Linked DNA regions of Macaca mulatta: region 1 is linked to region 2. Evidence: chromatin contacts called from public Hi-C data. All regions are on one chromosome and are shown on one strand. Each heading gives the region's core, a stretch centred on a gene start, on an enhancer-like site or on the middle of the called end of the contact. The rest is flanking DNA. Distances are from core to core; before and after follow the strand shown.

Region 1 (6,717 bases), core at 540-3,039, 190 kb after region 2:
CTATGAGAATCTAATGTCCCCACTGATGCAACAGCAGGCAGAGCTCAGGCAGTAATGCGAGAGTTGGGGAGCAGCTGTAAATACAGATGACACTTCGTTGGCTCGTCCTGCTCACCTCATGTGCCAATGGGTTCCTAAAAGGCAACAGACCAGTACCCGTTAGCAGCCAGGAGGTTGGGGACCTCTACACTAACTCCAAAGAACATAGCGGGTCTGGTGGGGCACCGTGGCTCACGCCTGTAATCCTAGCACTTTGGGAGGCTGAGGCAGGTGGGATCACCTAAAGTCAGGAGTTCAACACTAGCATGGCCAACATTGTGAAACCCCGTCTCTACTAAAAATACAAAAATCAGCCAGGCATGGTGGCGCGCGGCTGTAGTCCCAGCTACTCAGGAGGTTAAGGTAGGAGAATCACTTGAACCCGGGAGGCACAGGTTACAGTGAGCCGAGATGGCGCCACTGTACTCCAGCCTGAGCGACAGAGCAACACTCCGTCTCAAAAAGAACATAGCGGGTCTGAAATTGAGAGTTTGACAAGTACACCTATGTAAACCTCAACTTACAACCAAGCATTGGGATAAAACTTGTAAATACCAAAGGGAAGGAGACAAGCCCTTGGTTGGCCTGGCACGGAGGGGGGGCTCACACTCAGCACTTTGGGAAGCAGAGGATGGAGGACTGCTTGAGCCCAGGGGCTCAAGACCGGCCTGGACAACATAGGGAAACCTCATCTCTACAAAAAATATAAAAATTAGCCAGGCACAGTGACTCACACTTGTAATCCGAGGGCTTTGATAGACCAAAGAGGAAGGACAGCTTGAGCCCAGGAGTTCAAGACCAGCCTGAGCAACACAGCAAGACCCTGTCTCTACTAAAAAATAAAAATTAGCCAGGCGTGGTGGTGTGCACTTGTAGTCCCAGCTACATGGGGTGCTGAGGCGGGAGGATCGCTTGAGCCCAGGAGTTCCAGGCTGCAGTGAGCTATGATCGCGCCAATGCACTCCAGCCTGGGCTACAGATCGAGAACCTGTTTAAAAAAAGATAAAAAGAAAGAAAAAAGAAAAGCTCTCGAGTAGCCCCATCTAAGGGGGCTGGGGCTGCTCCAGAATTTCTACGGGTTCAAGGGCAGCAGCCTGGTTGCAGGTGGGGATCAGGGCATTTCTCAGAAGCTGCATCTGCGGGACAGGCTCTGTCCTCTGTGAATTGGGGACCTTGCCAAGTTCCCCCAACCCTTTTTCCCTGAGGCGCCATCTTGGGAGCAGGGAACAAGTGATTCTGCCCCAGGAAGGGTCGAGAATGTTCCTGGGGGGCTTCAGGGGTTTTCCACAGAGGGAGCACCGCGGGGGCGGAGGCTCCCTGCAGCGAGGAGCGCTGAGGTCGACTGGCTCTGACCTTGGCTCTCTGAAGGGAGAAAAACAATTGTTTGTCAGGTCCAAGAGCTCCAAAGACCCCCAATCCTCAATCACTCATCTCCTGACAAAAGAACTTGCGAAACTGCCAAGGCGCCACACTTCGGCTCGCGATTGTGAGGTAATTAGTTGAGGAACGGAGTGAGATGACCATGCCGCTTCCCCAGCACTTGCCAGGCGTTCCGTGGGGCCGCATTTCCTCTGAAGGGCCGCCGCCGGTACCAAGCCGATCGGACAGCGTATCCTCCTGCTCCACAGCCTGCCTAGCCCCGGACTGCACGCCCGAGCTGTCCGCATGCGCGGACGGCCCGCGGGGCCGCAACGCGCAGGCGCTGTGGCCACTTCCGGGATCTGTCAGCCGCTCCCTCTGGGCTTCCGTCCTCCGCCCGCGCCCGCCGGAGCCTGTTCGCGTCGACTGCCCAGAGTCCGCGAATCCTCCGCTCCGAGCTCGTCCGGACTCCCCCGATCCCAGGTAACGGCCAGCAGGGGCGAGCGTCTCAACCTGTCGGCCTCTGTTGTCCAGGCCTCGCCCCGGCCTTGGACCCGCGGGGGCAGTGAGACGGGGTCTTAGGCCGCGGGGCCCCGAGGCTGAGGCGCGGCCGGGTCTCCCGGCTGGGGCCTCCTGAGGGGGCGGGGATCCCCTTTCTCCGTGGATCCCCTGGAGCTTCTCTCAGGATGTTCAAGCTCCTAGCCGCCTCCGATGACCGAATTAACGGCCCCTTCTGCGCTCCCAGGGTCCTACTTGCATCTCTGCTGGGGGCATTTGTCACCGTCTTTAAAATTGTGTCAAGCAGAAGGATCTCCCCTAATCGAGCGACCTGCGGGACTTTTCATCTCTTTGGCGCCTACAGTCGATCCCTGCATACAGTAGGCGCCCATAGGATGTTTGCCTGCTCTCTAGGGCAGCCCTCAATCCTTCAGTTATTGGGGAACCTTCCCGATCTCGAGAAAAACCTTCTCCCGAGTTCTTTAAGATTCCCCTGCATGAGCACCGCCTTCCCCCAAGTCAAAATTTCTCCCTTCTCAGCGCTCTTATTCGCTTGTTGGAATCTTTTATGCCAATCCTGGCACCGCCACTTTTGCTGGGTGATCCTGGGAAGATGCTTCTCTGTGCCTGTTTCCTCATCTGCAAGAAAAAGATTCTTACTGTTTTGCTAAGGATGAAATGAGCTTATTTGCGTAAATTGCTTAGAATAGTTCCTGGCCCAGAGTAGGTGATCAATAAATATTAGCTATTATTACTGCTTCTGGGCATTCTATGCATATCCGTCTTCCTTTCCTTTTCTACCTCCTCCACTCTCCCCAAACACCAACCCTCCAGACTTGAAGACCAGAATGGTGTCAGCCTTATTTAAGTTTCTGGCCCCATCCCGGTATTTACAACGCTGCTGGGAACATGAGAGGCACTTAATCAATTATAGCTTAGAATCTTTGATTATAAAGCCATCTGTTTTGCAGCTTTGGAACCTTCTGTCTATGTCAACTCATAGCTTAAATTGCCGAGATTATCTTAGTTCTGCCCTCTCTTCTCAATTTTATCTAGTCTTTTGGTTTTACATAGGGCCTGGGTTTTCAGGTATCTAAAAACAAAAGAGGGGCATCAGTCAGGAAGGTGTTTTTGTCCTGTTAGGGAGTGGGTAACTGTATGGCTGTTGTCTTCCTTTTTGTGTGTGTGTGTCCTGCAGCCTCGACCTCCTGGGCTTAAGAGATCCTCCCACCTCAGCCTCCTGAGTAGCTGAGACTACTGGCATGTGCCACCACGCTGGGCTAATTTTCATTTATTTTTATTTATTTATTTTTGGAGATAGAGTCTCACTCTGTCACCCAGGCTGGAGTGTGGTGGTGTGATCTCGGCTCACTGCAACTTCCACCTCCTGAGTTCAAGCGATTCTCCTGCCTCAGCCTCCCGAGTAGCTGGGACTACAGGCATGAGCCACTGCACTTGGCTAATTTTTTTTTTCTTTTTGTATTTTTTGTAAAGACAGGGTCTCATATGTGGCCCAAGCTCGTCTGGAGCTCCTGAGCTCAAGCTGTCCTCCCACCTCGACCTCCCAAACTGCTGGGATTTGGGGTGTGAGACACCGCACCCAGCTTATATGGCTATTTTCTCCCACAAAGTATTCGGAGATCTTCTGGAGTACATCTGTTAATCACAGTTAAAGGAAGGGACCATTTTGGAAAACTCCTATTTTGGACGGGGAGTGGTGATACTTTGATCTAATCGTCTCATCCAATGCTGAAACAAATCCTACATAAAGAAGTTTAAAATGGTCTGCTGGTGAGGCTGGTGCCTGGACTGGAGCCTGTCTGAACGTTGAGGAGGGTGTGGTGACCTTGTTGGAGTACTTGATGTTGCTAGATTGGGTAATGAGAGTGATTAGGAACTAGGTGAATCACGGTCTTAAAAACTGACCCTAAATAGGGGACGGAAATTCCCACTTGTGTGAATACTTTCAAGCTCCAAAGGAGTAGGGCCAAGAATTTATAGCATATGTCAACGTTTCCAAGCTCAGAGAAACTAACTGGTGGGTTCTATGGTTGGTTTAAAAGCCTTGGGTTGGCCAGGCGCAGTGGCTTACGCCTGTAATCCCAACTTTTTGGGAGGCTGAGGCGGGTGGATCACCTGATGTCAGGAGTTTGAGACCAGCCTGACCAACATGGAGAAACCCCGTCTTTACTAAAAATACAAAATTAGCCAGGCATGGTGGCACGCACCTATAATCCCAGCTACTTGGGAGGCTGAGGCTGGAGAATCACTTGAACCCAGAAGACAGAGGTTGCGGTGAGCTGAGATCGCGCCATTTCACTCCAGCCTGTGCAACAAGAGCAAAACTCCATCTGAAAAAAAAAAAAAGCCTTGGGTCAAAGGAAGAAAGGGAACCTACTGGCATGTATTTTCAGGCTACGCTCTGTACTACTTGCTTTCACGTGTTGTCTCATTTAATTCTCCTTGTGATATCGGTGGTATATCTATTTTACAGAAGAAAAAAAATGATATTTAGACATATCAAGTGACTTGCCCAGGGTCTCATAGCTAGTGTGTGTCAAAAGCCAGGGTTCAAACCCAGCCTCGGCTTCAGAGCCCATGGCTAGCCATACATCAGAATGACTCTGTATTCTGTGTGATAGATAAAGAAAAGGGATGGGGGGGCCGGGTGCGGTGGTCATGCCTGTAATCCCAGCACTTTGGGTGGCCGAGGCGGGCGGATCACGAGGTCAGGAGATCGAGACCATCCTGGCTAACACTGTGAAACCCTGTCTCTACTAAAAATACAAAAAAAATTAGCCAGGCGTGGTGGCAGGCACCTGTAGTCCCAGCTACTCGGGAGGCTGAGGCAGGAGAATGGTGTGAACCCGGGAGGTGGAGCTTGCAACGAGCCGAAATCGCGCGCCACTGCATTCCAACCTGGGTGACAGAGACTCTGTCTGAAAGAGAGAAAGAGAAAGAGAGAAAGGAAAGAAAGAAAGAGAGAGAGAGAGAGAAAGAAAGAAAGAGAAAGAGAGGAAGAAAGAGGAAGAAAAAGGAAGAAAGGAAAGAAAGAAAGAAAGAAAGAAAGAAAGAAAGAAAGAAAGAAAGAAAGAAAGAAAGAAAGAAAGAAAAGAAAAGAAAGAAAAGGGATGAGGAGTTCCTGACATTTTTATTTGTTCCCTTTTCTCCCTCTCTAGCTCTCTTAAGACAAAACTTTTCAGATTTCACTTAAACATTAATCATAGTTTAGAAATTATAATTATCACCCTATGACAGAAGGTACCCTTTCTTGGTACATAATTCAGGCTATTAGGAATTTCTTCTGCATTCACTGGGTTTCATGAATGCAAGCTGTGTTTGCTAGGTGCATTCTAAATTTGACAAACATGAGTGTTGTCTTGGCCTACAGACTTAAAATAGCCACCTGATTATAAAAGAAGTACAGGTCTTGAGTGTATGTCCAAATATGGAACTTGAATGATATGGCAAAATTAGAAATTTTAGAAGCAATTACACTGTTGTGTAAATGGCCACCTCTTTTGAAGTCTTTGCTACATTGCTTATAAAACTGAGTTGAACATGAGAAAGCCTTTTGTCCGCAGCTGTACTTTTCAACTGGACGTGAAACATATACTTTATGGCACACAGATATTTGCATCAAATTACTGATTTGCAGACCAATTTTATTTTTAGTTAACAAATAAGCTTATCAAATGTGGCTTTTGAACTAAAGCACTTTTAATTAAGGAGTTATTTTATGACAGCGTGTTATTTTGAGTAGCTGTAACTAAAATCTGTTGTGATGGAACAATTTGGAGTGAGCATCTGATATCAGAGATAAAGAGAGAAGCATGCAGTGAGCATCTGGAAGTTCTTTTAAAAAAAAAAAAATTAAACATTCTCATTTGAATTCATTTAAAACTTTTTTAAATTGCCAATTCCTAAGCTTTTTCTCTGTGAGTTGTAGTTTGCTTTCTAGACTGTATGAAAGAAGAAAGTAACGACTTAACTATCTTCACTCTTAGAATAGAATATGAAATACTAGCATTTCTCTGCCAGTTCAAGATATTGGATGTTTTTTATTTAAAGTTGCACTTACCTTTGGGTTCCCCCCTCCTTTTTTTTTTTTTTTTTGATACAGAGTCGCCCTCTGTTACCCAGGCTATAGTGCTGTGGCACCATCTTGCTTCAGTGCAACCTCCGCCTCCCATGTTCAAGAGATTCTTGTGCCTCAGCCTCCCGAGTAGCTGGAATTACAGGTGCCTGCCACCATGCCCAGCTCATTTTTGTATTTTTAGTAGAGACGGTTTCTCCATGTTCGCCTGGCTGGTCTGGAACTCCTGGCCTCAGGTGATCCACCCGCCTCGGCCTCTCAAAGTGCTGGGATTACAGGCTTGAGCCACCGCACCTGGCCTGGGTTCCTTTCCAATTAGCAGAGGTGCTATTTCTGCTTTCTAACTGAGATTGATTTCTGCTTTGTCAGCTGAACTTTCATTGTTCACTTTACAACCTTCTAGTGGCCCTTCCATTCATTTCCTGCTTGCATCAGAATTCATGTCTCACATTCAGCCTCCACCCTGGGTTAACATGACATGTACTTATGTGTGTTGAAACTTGAGTTTATAGTGAGGGTGCCTCCTGGAAATGATAAAGTTGGGGGTAGAGGAAGGCTGGCTGCATTTTGAAAAATGTTCCCATTTCAGGTAATGGTTGCTTCTTCAAGTGTATCTAGATTTGGGTACCTATAAAATAGAGAATTTTTAATTTAATGTTTTGCAGATTCCTGCTTTTCATTTAGTTACAATTAAAAGTTTGAAAAGTATTATCACAAACACCTAC
Region 2 (6,800 bases), core at 1,543-4,042:
CGCTAAACCGCAATTGTATTGTAAGGATGATCACACTCACAGATCCTCTCAAACCATTCATAACATCTACTGAAAGGGAAAGGGAAAGGGAAAGGGAAAGGGAAAAGGTGTTTCAGAAAGAACACTCATCACCTGGTCCTTCCCTATCAAATGTCATCCAAAAATTCCTTAAAGCATTCTTGCATCGATAATCTAAATTCCTGAATCCAAAAATAATTTGGGAGGAGGACAACCCAAGTCCTCCCTTTCAAGGCCCAGGCTTGGCAACTAGGATTAATTAATATATATATACCGGACATAAACATTTCAATTAAAACCTATTCCTTCTAAAACACTCATCATATTTCTAACAAAACACAAAATCAGTTGCTTTCGCTTTTAACAAGATAACTGAAACCAATATGATGTCAATTACAGACTGAGTTGTAAATCAGAACCAAGTTAAAAGCTTTCCAAGTATTACAATCTCAAAAATGTTACTTTTATGTTACCGCATAAATAAAAATGTATCTACATTGTATCTACAAAGTGAGAAGTGTTTCCTATCAGCCCTGGTGTGAAGAAATCTATTTCCCCAGAAGCAAAGATCCCAGAGGAAACTACCTCTTACATTACAAAACCAGGGTCTGGGTCTGGGTCCAAATCATTATCTCATTATCTTTATACAAAAAAACAAAACCTTCTCTTCAGACAAAAGTTGGGCCATGCAACAACTATGGGCTCTCAAAGTAAATTTTAGTTTTAAAAAAATTACCCATTGTTTGCATGGATTTTACCGATGACTTTATGGCTGCGCATCTGCCATATAGTGTTCAAAACGCTCATTCTCTCTTTGAAAGGACCTGCCCAGACCAGGACTTTGGAGTTCTCACCCGACTGAGCCACTGAACAGAAAAATCCAGGGGAAAATCCCTGACGGGGATTAGAATGAACTTTTTAGTTTCTTTCCAGAGCTGGAAATATTCGAGTTTGGAAAGTCCCGGAGCAGAGCCACATTTGCAACACGGCCGTCCTGCTTTAGGGATGAATTGAAACTGGGAAGACAGTAGTACCAGGGAGAGTGAGAAAGGGAAGATGAGGATGCAGCCTGGTCCAGAACCTCTGGAGCCCACTAGGGAGACAGACTGGCATCACATCCACGCCACCAAGTCGCAGGCCCACGGCAGAGAGTTGCGCTCACCCTTGAAGGTGGCACTACAGAGCCACCCAGGAAACACGGGCTTTTCACTGAAGACGAAATGAATCAAGGAGCCTGCGTGTGGGCAGCTTCCAAAGCCTCCAGTGAGTGTGGGAGTAGGGATCAGCGTCTCACGGGCGCTCAGGGTTGCTGAGTGTGAGGGTGATGGTGAAACAAAATGCAGAAAAGGTAAAAATTGAAGAAGCCGAGTCAAAAGTAGCTAGCGGTCTGGCCTAAGAGACAGGAAGTGGCCCAGACTGAGACTGACGAGGGCTGGACCAGGGGGAAGTGAGGAGAGCAGGACTGGGAGCAGCTACAAGATAGGATTGAGGAATTTCAGGCTGAAGGAAAGAAAGGGTGGAGGCCCCGCCAGACAGCAGCGAGGGGGCGGGGCTAGGCAGGAATGAGGGCGGGGCTTGAAAGTGAGGGGCGGGGCTAGTGGAAGAAGGAAATGAGGACGGTGTAGGGGGTGAGGGAGAAACGAAAAAGGATTGAGGGGGTGAGAAGCGGGTGGGTGGGGGCAGGAGGGCAGAAGCAAGGGGCAAGTGGAAGGGGAGATAGCAAAAGAGAGGATGGAAGTGGGGGAGAAGCGGGTGGGAAAGTCCAGGAGGATGAAGGGAGCGAGCAGGTGGGAGGGGAAACAGGAAAGCAAGAGAGAGGATGGGAAAGTGGTGAGAAGTGAGGGATGGGACCAGGGGAACAGAGGCGAGGCCAGGAAGGAAAAGCGAGGGGGCAGGTGGGCGGAGAGGTTGGGAAGCAAGGAGAAGCATGGAGGGCGTAAAAACGGCGGAGGAGAGAAATAAACGAGAGAAGCAAGGGGACGGGGCCAGGAATGAAGAAGCGAGGGGGTGGGACCAGGAAGAAGTGAGGGCCGAGGCTAGGAAAGAAGTGAGGAGGCGGGACCAGGAAGAAGTGAAGGCCCAGGCTAGGAAAGAAGTGAGGGGGCGGAACCAGAGAGAAGCAAGGGAGCTGGACCCAGGGAGAAGCGAGGGGGCGGGGCCAGAGAAGTAAGGAGGCGGGAGCAGACAGGAGCGAGGGGGCGGGACCAGGGAGATGTGAGGGGTCAGGTGCCGGGGAGGTAAAGGTGGGGAAAGGAGAGGACCGCCAGGGGGCGGGGCCTGGAGGGAGAAGCGAGGGGTCCGGTGCTAGGGAGAAGAAGGGAAGCGAGAGGCAAGGGGCCGAGCCGGGGAGAGGTGAGGGGACAGGGCCTGGAAGGAGATGCAAGGGGCGTGGCCAGGAATGGAAATGAGAGGGGCGGACCCAGGACGGAGACGCGAAGGGGCAGGTGCGGGGGAACGGGAGACCGTGGGGGCGCGAGCGGCCAGGGGGCGGGGCCGGGCAACGGCGAGGGGGCGGGGCCGGGAGGGAGAAGCAAGGGGCGCACGCCGAAGGGGGTGACGAGGTCCTGGGACAACGGCCGGCGTGGGGGAGGGCCGCTTCCAAGGGCGCCCGGCGGGGAATTCCACGGAGGGCGAGGGGGCGCAGGGGCGCAGGGGCGCGGGTGGGCCTCCCGCCGGCCGTACCTGTCAGACGGATCTTGATGCTGGAGCCGTTCCTGCGTGTCCCGGGGTTCGACATCTCCCGCCAACGATCGGGCAGCCGCGGATCCAGCGCCGCCGCCCCCCGGCCCGGCCCGGCCCGGCCCCGCCGCCGCCGCCTCAAGGTTACGGCTCCGGGCTGGGCGCCGGGGTCCGAGCCGGGACACAAACTCCGCGGCCCAGGCGTCCGGGCGGCAGGCGGATGGTCGAGCCGGGAGATCGGCGCTCGCTGCGGCGCTCTGACTCTCGCTCCTCCCAGCCGAGCCCAGTCCCGAGCCGCAGCCGCCGCCGCCTCCACCACCTCAGAGCCGGACGCCAGCCGCCCTCGCCGCTTCCGCCGCCGCCGCCGCCGCCGCCTCCCCGAGCCGCGCGCGCGCCCGCCGCCGTGCCGGCCCGGCCCTGCGCGCCCCCGTGCCTGCGTGCGTGCGCGCCCCCGCGGCGTGCTCCGGGGCGGGGCGGGGCGCGCCGCTACGTCGCCCACCCGCCTCGGGCGCGCGAGGCCCGGATCGCGCGGGATGGGGTCTTCCCGCTTCCTCGAGCCAGCGGGTGGGAGAGTCTGGCCCCAAGCCCGGGAAGGGAGAGCAGAGCTGGCCCCGGGGCCCAGTGCGCCGTCGCCCTCTGTTTTGGCCCCTGTCTCTGCGAGGCTCTGAGTGGCTCCTGAGTGACTGAAGAGGTGTTTGCATGAAACCGTGGGCTGTGTCCATACCAAGCACCTTGCACACAGGCGTGCAATACCAGTTTTTTTAGTTGAGAGCTTTCGATCGTGCAAGTTCAAGGGAGGGACTTCTCAAAGAGACAAAGCGCTTAGGTGTGTTCTGTACAACCGGTGTGCTCCACTGACCCATAACAAAGTTGCCAGAATCGCAGAAGTGCCATATACGGACAAGGAAAATGAGATGAGAGAGGGATAAAGTTGAGAGGCGGATGCTTGTTATTATCCAATCTGCATACAATTTTACCAAACAAGAAAGCAGCATTGTGGTTGGTGTTCCCCAGTCTTCTGCTAAGTTTCCCCTTCTCCCAGGGTTGCAGGTTAGAACCAACAGCTCATGGCTGGGTAAGGTGGCTGTAGCCTGTAATCCCAGCACTTTGGGAGGCCGAGGCGGGCAGATCACTTGAGCCCAGGACTTTGAAGCCAGCCTGGGCAACATAGGGAGACACCATCTCTACAAAAAATACAAAAATTAGCTGGGCACGGTGGTGCACGCCTGTAGTCCCAGGTACTGGGAGGCTGAAGTGGGAGGAACGCTTGAGCCCCAGAGTTCAAGGTTGCAGTGACTATGATCAGGCCACTGCACTGCAGCCTGGGCGACAGAGCTAGACACTGTCTCCAAACACACACACACACACACACACACACACACACACACACAAAGTTCATTATGCGCTTTCTCCAGCAAACAAACGCCTTTCTGTTAGCATGTTATAGAAAGAAAATGATATGTTATTAGAAAGAGAAAGCTAGGTTTATCAAACTTGTTTTTTACCCACTACCTTTTTTTTTTTTTTCTTTTGAGACAGGGTCTCACTCTGTCACCAAGGCTGGAGTGCAGTGGCACGATCTTGGCTCACTGCAACCTCCACCTCTGGGGTTCAAGCGATTCTCATGCCTTAGCCTCCCAGATAGCTGGGATTACAGGCGTTAGCCACCACACCCAGCTAATTTTTGTGTTTTTGGTAGAGATGGGATTTCGCTGTTTTGGCCAGGCTGGTCTCAAACTCCTGAGCTCAGGTGATCTGCCCGCTTCAGCCTCCCAAAGTGCTGGGATTTCAGGCGTGAGCCACTGCTCCCAGCCCCCACTACCCATTTTCATGTAGAAATTATTACTTTTTCTGATTCTTCATCAATCAACTTGAACAAATTATTTTAATACCATATGTGTGTATGTGTGTGTGTCCCGAAGAAAGTAAGCTCTGGGCCATTGCTATCATCCCCTGCAGCCTTAGGCCTGTCCTGAGGTCACAGTCTTCTGTGAACCTTCTACATAGAGCGCCTAGACATGCCTGCCTGCCTCAGGATGAGCCTAGTGAAAGCAGAGTCTCTCCTGGGCAGGATTCAAGGCATCACATCTGTGAAATAAAAGGATGGTCCTGGGTCATTTCTGTGGCACCTTACAGCTCTTTCAGTTATCCTCAAGAAAAACCCAAGAATACAAGCAATGTTTAAGCAATAGCAGTAGAGCCACAATCCAGCTGTTTCCATTTGTAGATGATTGTCACAGAGAGTGAATACCTGGGTCTGAGTTAATCCATCCAGTCTCTAATGCTCCCAGGTAATCCCCATTCTTCTGCCAATCCCCTTAGTATTTCCCCCTCCTCTTTATTCCCCTATTCAAAGAGTCTCCTCTCTAAACAAAACCAAAAATCACTCTCTGCTTACCTGGGTGCAGGCTCCTGTTCTTATTCCCAGGTGTTCTGATCTAGAAACCTTTCATTGATTAATTTTGTTGCTTTTCTTCCTGCCCTGAGGGCTAGTTCTTCCTTGGCTTGACTGTTTCCTTACTCTTTGAGTCAGGAGGTTGCTTCTGGAGGTTTCTGAAAGGCATTTTGTTCACTCAACAAGTACAGATGCTCCTTGACATACAATGGGGTTACATTCTGATAAACCCATACTATGTTGAAAATATCATGTCAAAAACACATTTCCGGAGGCCGGGCATGGTGGCTCACACCTGTAATCCCAGAACTTTAGGAGGCTGAGGTGGGGGGATTACCTGAGGTCAGGAGTTCAAGACCAGCCTGGCTAACATGGTGAAACCCTGTCTACTAAAAATACAAAAGTTAGCTGAGTGTGGTGGTGTGCACCTGTAGTCCCAGCTACTCGGGAAGCTGAGGCACAAAAATCAAACTCAGGAGGCAGAGGTTGCAGTGAGGCGAGATTGTGCCACTGCACTTCAGCCTGGGCAACAGAGCGAGACACTGTCTAAAAAAAAAAAACCAGAAAATGCATTTACTACACCTAAAATGCATTTACTACACCTAAGCTACCAGCCATTATGGCTTAGCCCAGCCTACCTTAAGTATGCACAGAACACTTTCATTACCGTACGGTGGGGCAAAAACATCTAACACAAAGCCTATTTTACAATAAAGTTATTATAAAGAATTTTGAATCAAAATTCAAAATTTGAAGTATGGTTTCTACTAAATGTGTATCGCTTTCCTACCATAACATCAAAAACTCATAAGTCAAACCATCATAAATTGGGACCATCTGAAATTGCTAGATATTCCCAATAGTATCTTTCACCACAGCTGCACAAAGGTGATCTTCCTACCTGGAAGCTAGTGTTTTACTCATTCAGGAAACATCGGCCACCTACTATGTGGCTAGGAACAAGGAACACAAAATAAATCTATTACGGCTTCAGCATTCCAGAGGCTCAGTTAACTGTATGAAACAGACACGAGCAACTGACAATGATACAGTGATGGGGATGTGTATAGCAGGCTAGAATGTAGATGACAGAACAATTCTGCATAAGAAGAGAAATGGAGACATCTCAAGTCACAGATGACTTTAATCTAGAGCTTAAAGCCAGTGTTCAAGTTTGCTGGGCAAAGTGGTGAGGAAGGGCGTTATAGATAGAAGGAACAGCTATACAAAGGCATGAACATGAATGCATTTTCCAGCACCATTTTCAATAAAAGTGTACTCATGGAGCTGCTTGTATACTGTATCCATACAACTTACTCCATTAAAAGTTGATCAAAGGCCGGGCACAGTGGCTCACACCTGTAATCCCAGCACTTTGGGAGGCCAAGGCGGGTGGATCACCTGAGGTCAGGAGTTTGAGACCAGCCTGGCCAACATGAGGAAACCCTGTCTCTACTAAAAATACAAAAATTAGCTGGACATGGTGGTGCATGCCTGTAATCCCAGCTACTCGGGAGGCTGAGGCAGGAGAATCGCTTGAACCCAGGAGGCGGAGGTTGCAGTGACCCAAGATTGTACCGCTGCACTCCAGCCTGGGTGACAAGAGCAAGCCTCTATCTCAAAAAAATAATTTTTTTTATAAAAGCCTGGGCAACATAATGAGACCCCGTCTCTACAAAAAATTTAAAAATTATCTGGGCAAGGTGGT

Evidence for each region. Hi-C and Micro-C count contacts between places; a contact is called where the count stands out from the background.
Region 1: a contact with region 2 is called in a Hi-C map of cortical neurons, with 2.0 times the contacts expected there. The contact joins the promoter of ARPC1A here to the promoter of SMURF1 in region 2. A contact is called at or near these places in 2 of 14 Hi-C or Micro-C datasets (cortical neurons and fetal cortex germinal zone).

Annotation. Positions count from the first base shown.
Region 1 is chr3:46,557,479-46,564,195 of T2T-MMU8v2.0, forward strand. ARPC1A (actin related protein 2/3 complex subunit 1A) reads left to right here and starts at 1,790. Exons shown (of 10, transcript XR_013415062.1): 1 at 1,790-1,881. It overlaps LOC144339710 (a long non-coding RNA gene), which reads right to left and starts at 4,263. Exons shown (of 2, transcript XR_013415067.1): 1 at 3,334-4,263; 2 at 1,779-3,153.
Region 2 is chr3:46,364,032-46,370,831 of T2T-MMU8v2.0, forward strand. SMURF1 (SMAD specific E3 ubiquitin protein ligase 1) reads right to left here and starts at 2,793. Exons shown (of 18, transcript NM_001257631.1): 1 at 2,701-2,793. The coding sequence starts at 2,755.